Linked DNA regions of Mus musculus: region 1 is linked to region 2. The links are chromatin contacts, called in public ChIA-PET maps. All regions are on one chromosome and are shown on one strand. Each heading gives the region's core, a stretch centred on a gene start, on an enhancer-like site or on the middle of the called end of the contact. The rest is flanking DNA. Distances are from core to core; before and after follow the strand shown.

The links. ChIA-PET counts read pairs in DNA pulled down with a chosen protein or histone mark.
Region 1: a contact with region 2 is called in an RNA polymerase II ChIA-PET map of memory CD8 T cells, with 7 read pairs. The contact joins the enhancer-like site here to the promoter of C030034L19Rik in region 2. A contact is called at or near these places in 2 of 484 Hi-C or Micro-C datasets (bone marrow-derived macrophages and cortical neurons), 1 of 115 datasets of contacts at active chromatin or transcription factors (memory CD8 T cells) and 1 of 9 other capture datasets (embryonic stem cells).

Annotation. Positions count from the first base shown.
Region 1 is chr3:9,753,675-9,757,292 of GRCm38.p6, forward strand. The region is part of intron 2 of Pag1 (phosphoprotein associated with glycosphingolipid microdomains 1); the gene reads right to left. Among named protein-coding and RNA genes, the nearest start is that of Pag1, 78 kb to the right of the region's middle. Within about 2 kb of position 1,502, at least 74 of the 459 cell types and tissues checked have an H3K27ac peak or open chromatin away from gene starts, as enhancers often do. A contact at or near this core is called in bone marrow-derived macrophages and memory CD8 T cells, where this site is marked.
Region 2 is chr3:9,401,683-9,405,222 of GRCm38.p6, forward strand. C030034L19Rik (RIKEN cDNA C030034L19 gene) reads left to right here and starts at 1,338. Exons shown (of 4, transcript NR_160691.1): 1 at 1,338-1,557; 2 at 3,136-3,247.

The DNA.
Region 1 (3,618 bases), core at 252-2,751, 350 kb after region 2:
GATACAACTATTCTTTCCCTGCCAGTTGTCGTGAGAGAAAGGCTGCCTTTGCTTGCAATCCATGCAGCTACATTGTTATTTTCTTATTTTAAAAACAAATCTAAAAATATCAGGAGGCACACAGTCATGGGTTATCTTCCTCTAACCCAACTCCAGGTCTTCTGTGTCAATCACACAAAGTGGGAGGGCCAGGCTTCCTGGGTAAGTGACTTCCTTTGTTCCAGCTTTCACTCCCTTTCAAGTCAGGCCTCCTCCCAGGCTCTCACATTCACTTCTATTTACATGGAAGTTCTAATCACAAACCTCTTGGCTTCTCTGTCAATGCCCAAGTTCAGAAGACTCTTGAATTAGTCAGAAAGATGAGCTAGGTTTAGTCACCCAAGGCCAATGGCTTTGCATTGTTTGTTTTAATGTAAAATTCTCTCATTACGTATTAGAAAAAGTATTTCAGGGCTGGGGCCACAGTTTGTGGTAGAACACATGTATGACATGCTCAGGGTCTAAGTTTAGTCCTCGTATCACACATACAGTCAAATAAAATCAACCTCCATTTTCTTCTACTCCTGATGAGTAAAGAGCCCGACTTAAAGCTGAGCAGTAGGAGCAGTGTATAACTGCCCTGTCAGAACAGCTTGGGCAGGAGGGAAGAGTCGTCCAGGGGCAGCGGTGATTGAGACAGTGCTGCTATTGCAAATGTAGACAGACATACTGATTAAATCGGGCAAAACTTACTATCCACGCTAGCAAACCCATATGTTTATATCCCTTTATTTACACTGTCAATTGCCTTTTAACAGAAGTGTGAATATAATTCAATGGAGAAAGAATAGTCACGTTAGGAAACAGGGCTGGATATGTAGTAGTCACATACAAAAGGAGAGAGTGAACCCTGAACTCACACCATACTAAAGTTAAGTTGAAACATAAGAGATGAAACCACAGAAACTACTAAAAAGGGAAACGGTAAGTCTCCATGAGCTCAGATCTGGCCAAAGAAGCTACTGATATGATGCCAAGTACACAATCAATAAAATATAACATAAAAAGACGTGAGTTTTAGAGAACACTATACATATTAAAGATGACATCCCAAAGAAGAGAAATAGGTGCAAACCACCTGATAAAGAAGTTGTAGCCTGAATATATAAACACCTCTTAAAACACAGTAAGATATCCAAACCCCAAAGGAGCAAAGAGTCTGAATAGGCATCTCTCCAAAGGAACTTATAAACTAGCCAGTAAGTCCACATGTGGCCAATGCCATCATCAAAGAAGTGCAAGTGTCAACCACCGTGAGATGCTGCTTCATATCCTCCAGCTAAAACAGTAATGTGTGCTGGCGGGAAGGGAAGAAGTCCAAACGCGCAGACCCTCTGCTAAGAGTGCAAGACGACCATCCACTTTGCAAATAGTCTAGATGTTCTCAGGAAGTGCTAACCACAGAACTGTCACTATCTACTCCTAAATATATACAAAGAGAAGCGACCACAGAAACTCCCCAGAAGCACAGAGGTTCATAGAACCATGATTTAAATAGCTAAAACCCAGAAATAACCTAGGCGTCCATCAACTGGTGAACAGAAACTAAACTGTCAAACGCATACAGAGTATATTAGTCACACCCAGAGTGGGATGTCATTGACACAGGGTCAACATGGATGTACTTTGAACACACGGTAATGGAAAGAAGCCGGTGACTCTATATATTAGGGGATCCCATTCACAAGAAACGTCCACAAATGGTCAAATAAAGAAAGCTGGCTGCATAGAGAAGGAGTGACTGCTGAGAGCTGGGGAAGATGGGAGGTAGAAACTGTGGTGAAGGGTGATGGAAGTGGTCTATGAAGCATGTGTGTCCCGCTCTATGGTAAGCCCACCAACTGCATCATTTAAGTGGATGGATTGTATGTCAAGCAAATGATAGCTCAGTAAAGCTCTTACTAAAGAAAAAAGAATATTCCAAAAGATGCAGATATTCTACTATTTTCCAAATCACTCTCAAAAAAAGGTGGCAAACCCCAGTGTAACTCTAGCTACATCACTAGAACACTGGGCTTCAGGACAGAACATTGTCATGATCTGTCCTCAGCAGAATCCTCACGTGAGGTCTTAGTCGTTCTTTGGGGCTCCTTTCTCTGTGTGACTATCTGTACATGTGTACACTGCAAACGAAGACTGACTTAAACTAATCCAAACCTTTCAACTTAATATCTCCTTCTATCCTGTGGGACTTTGGGGCTCCTGAAACGAGCTGTCTATCCATCCTTCTGCGTCTGTGACTACTGAGCCAGTGGAACACGAGGCACCTGCTTTACTGAAGGTTTCCTCGGGACTGGCAATAAGTTCTGAACATTGGTGAGTGATGCTCCCAGGAAGGTCCAAATAAGAAAGAGCTTATGATATGCCTAAAACTCACCTGAAAGCTTGCTCCATCTAAAGCCACTCAGAGCAGTGGGAGTGGCACCTGTGGTGTGAGATCTGCCTGGCTCTGCAGGAAGTCATCCCAATGGTCAGGCCCAGACAGTAGCATCTCAGCCTGGGAGACTACAATTGAACAATCAAATTCCACCAGTACTGAGCAAACCTCCGCTGTCGATGGGAACAGGTGGGTGTTAGTGGGGCACATTTGCTTTGGTTACAACCGATCCAGTTTCGGGGAAGGCAAGAGGATGTATGTGAGAAAAAGTGGTGAGTTAGGAAGACAAGAGGAGACTTCCTGAGGTGACAGTTGAGTTTTCTGCCCCCCACCCCTGTGGCCCCCCCTTGGGTAGTTCAAAGGCAGTTCTCCACTGCATGTGGCTGGCCAAAGGTGGTGCAGACCCTGACTTGTGTTGTCTTGCATACCATCCTTTATACAGAAAGCTTTTTATCAGTCACAGCAGCATTTTAATCAGTCCCAGTATCCTGCCATATCAGCTTGTAGCTGAAACGAAGTGTGCGTTTCCTTCCAGTAGGCCTGGACTAAGCCCCAGCTCTCTTTCCTGAGCCATTTGCATTATTATACTGCTTACACAGTTTCCGTGACAGTTCTGCCTTGGGGTACTCAGTTAAAGGTCAGGGTGCTCCCCATTCCTGCTCTGTCTGCCATTTGTTATGTAGCCATCTTTCCTTATGGTGTTTCACCCAGATGAGGCCTAGTGTTGACTAAGGATTAGGATAAAACCCCAAGAGCCTTTTGCCAAGAAGATAGCAATTTAATAGTCAGCTCCCCTGAGATATGCCTACTAAGTCAGCCATTAATCCAGTTAATTATACACATCCCCAATTTGTCAAAATGATAAATGTCAGCAATTTGATAGATTTTTGGTTAAAAAAAAAAGGTCATAAACTATTGCATAATACTTCTCATTAGTTCACTAGCATTTAGTGATGGGTTTAACAAATTAACAATAAAACAGGGATCCCCCACCCAGAATAGATACTTCTGTCCATTAAATTAGAACATTCAGTTCTTCTCAGCAATCAACCCTAGCTGTGTTCAGTGGCTCAGCAGTACAGCATCAGCTACAGATAAAGTAACGGGCTGCCAAGGACTGCAGTGTGGAGACACTAGTGCCCTGCTCCTGTGTCCCAGGACTCTCCTTGTAGCCTGCTGGCATCTCCCTCACTAAGCTCTTC
Region 2 (3,540 bases), core at 88-2,587:
TGGCCTGATGGGTAATCTTGACTGGACTAAAAGATGCCCCAGTAAAGCCTGCTTCTGGCTGTGTCTGCCACAGGGCCTGCTACACGGGACAATACATAAGTGAAGGCAGTGTCACCCTACAGGCTGCAGTCAGATAATCTGACCCTCCTCGTCTACCCCATCCTGCTGCCTTACCACAGGCCAGGAGGCAGTGGGGCCCAGGCTGAACCCTCTGAAATCATGCTACAAAGGAAATCTCTTGGGCTCTAAGTAGCTTTTCTCAGTCATTTGTCACAGCAGTGGGTGTCTAACTAAACGGCCCCGCTCCTTTCACTGTCCTTCTGGACCCTTGGACCGGTCAGTTCTTTATGATCTCATTACAAATGCCCGACATCTCAGGGAAGACAGGAGAGCAAGGCCTCCTCAGAGCACAGAGGGGTTGACACGGGTCCAGAACTTTTATACTGCAAGTCTCTGGTGGCTCCCCGCCATTTAAAAGCATGTGTAGTGTTTGGCTCTGAGTTATCTGGCTGTGACATCTGTCACCTCACTGATCGCAGGGTTGATTTGACTGATCTGGCTGGCTAGGCAGGGGTCTAGCCCTTCCCTTGCTGCTCCATGTTCACCTCTTCTGAAGCTGTGTGCTTGATAGCCTTCCCCAGCATAAGTCTGCTCTTCAAGGGTATACGAATAGCTGTGCTTGGCCCTCTCTGCTGGCTAGTTATTGTTGACTAACCCTCTCCACCAGAGTATCATGTCTGTGAAACATATTATCATTTCTATTGATATGGGAGGGCCTAGCGCACTGTGGGTGGTGCCATCCCTAGGCAGGAGGACCTGAGCTGTAAGAACTTTAGCAGAACAAGCCCAGGAGAGCAAGTCAGTAATGAGTACTCCTTTGTGGGTTTTGCTTCCGTCCTGCCTCCAGGCAGCCACCTTGAGTCCCTCTTGATGGAATATAAAACTGTAAGCTGAAACACTCGCCCCATCCACATGGGTTTAGTCAGGGTTTTATACCATCAGCGGAAAATCAAATAGAATAATCTCCAAACAAGTGCCCAACTGTGGATCAGTATAGTTGAAATTGCACATAGAAATCCTATGGAAAAATTGTATTTTTTACATTAAACTCTTTGGTTTAGCTTTTATAGCCTTGATTTGAGAAATCCTTTTGGTTTCCCAAAGATTCATGCATTTTATCACTTAGAACGTTTTGGAGCCTGGACTTGATTCAGTCAAACTCTCTTTGAGTCTTTGGCTGGTTTCCACAGTGGGCTATTACCATTTCCTGCTGCAGGAAGGCAGTGCCTTATGCTGGAACTAGATCACAGAAAACCTGCAATAGCCACTTCCTCCAGGCACTCGTGTGTCAGCAAAAGCTGAGTCCCCAGCAACCGCCTCCGAGCCTTCCCCTTTGTTTCCCTCAGTGATGCTAGGGTCTTGAAACTCAGCCCAGTACAATCATTGGTGTTTGAGCTGGCAACTGGGGGTCTAATTGCCAACTAAGATGGATATCTCTGGCTCTGGAGAAACAGCTGGGATAGGACATTGTTGCTTCTCTGCGGCAGGCAGCTCATGGTAAGTAGGCACTGTGGGCATGGGGCAGCTCGAGGTTCAGCAGGATCCTCAACGGCACCACGGCATTAAACAGAGGGACCCATCAGTTAATTCTAGGGGTTAATATGTAATTTCTCAGAAGTGAGATCCAAAGGTGGTTTTGCTCTGTTTTGCCTTTTAAGTTCCAGGCCTGTGGTTGGTTAGATACCATCATTAGAAGGATGCTCCGGGGCTGAACAAACAATGATGAGCAATTATCTGGGTCTGCAAAGCAGATGTGTTTAGGAGAGATTGGAGGCAAACTGTGTATAAACTCTGACAGTTATCCAATTGTCATGCTCTGGAGCTGGGGATAGAAGCTGTGCAAAAACTTGTGAGAATGACCATGATAACAAGGCAGGCAACATATGGTGGCTGGGCAGTGAGAAAGGAACTGGCTACCATGAAGTCTCATGGGTACTGACTTTAAGATGTACCAGGGATATGTCAGGAAAGGGGGAACAAAATGTGTTTCCTTCTTAAAGAAAACAAATGAAAGGACCTTGGCTTAGTATACTAGCCTGTTTGCCTGGAAACCTGATAGAAATAGATGTGAGCTGTGTTGCCAGGCAACAGGGCTTATAGAGAGAATGACCTATGACTGACTGGCCAGCCTCATAGGAACTGAGGGAGGCCATGAAGAAACATAACTGATATGATAACCCCGAGCTTTCTCAGTGCAGTGACTTGCCACTGGGCACTTCCCTGGATGAGGCCAGGGAGTTCTGGCTGTGGGATCCTAGTGGCAGGAGGAGTCTGATGCTACAGTCCTCACCCTTGACCTTTGACTTAGCTCTGAAAACGAGTCCTTGGTCTCTGGGACTCTTTCTGCTATTTCCTCTACATTGTCCAGGGGAGCTATCACTGGGCAAGGTGTCTTGGATTCTGAAAGATCTTTCTAGCTGAGACTAAGCCTGTTAAGAGTATATATGGTAAGAAGAAAAATACTGGGATTATTTCTCTATTGTAGGCAAGAGATCAAACAAACAAACCAACAAAAATGTGAAGATTTCTTTGTCCTTGTTAAAGACAGCAATATCCTGGTGTGATGTGATGACCCCACCAATAAGCCAACATATGCCCTTAGCATCCAGGACAGCCAGTGTCTGATGGTGTGTTATGCTTAGTCAAGAACTATTGGGAAGCTGATATCAATACTCAGTTACCTTATTTCAAGCCTCGTGTGAGTTATCCGGGCAGATACACATCAGTCTAACCCTTCCCTCAAGCAATCTGCATCTGCTTTGACGGAGACCCCTTAGGACTTTGTCATTTTGTAAGGGAGGGGAATGGTGAATGGATAGTTACTCTTAGAGTAGCAGAAGTAAGCCTTCTGTTGGGGGCCACTTTAGATAAAGTGTCCATTTGTTTTTCCACAAGCTCATGCCCGAATGCTCCAATCAGCTCATCTTCTGCCTACTCTGTAATTATCATCATCGCCATCACTTCCATTATCATCGTGGTCAATATTATCATAGTTTACAGTATTTTCTGGGAACTGTCATAAACACTTTATTTAGATAATCTTACTAAATTACCAAAATTGCCCCCATTCTGCAGATGCAAATGCCGAGTTTGGACCAATAGGATTCAAACCTTGGTGGCTGCCTCCAGCATGCACTCTTTGCACTGCTCTGCTTCCTCCTGCCACTCTGGTGACATTTGCGTGGAGGTGAGGTGCCCTGTGGGTTTTATATGCCTGAGCCATAAAAAGTTAATGAACTGAGTCCTGTATCTGCCTGGACATAAGATGAATTCTTCAAATGTTTTATATACACTGTGGATTTAGGTCAGATGTTGTACAAATATATGTCTCACTTGGAAATGGGCTATATAGAAGTTACAAAATGTTCTTTCCTGCACAGGACTTTAAAGATGCACATTAATAAACAGACTACTAGATCCAAGTTTAGAAATTAATATCTAACATATTCCTGTTAAGACTCTGCAAATGGGACTTCTTTT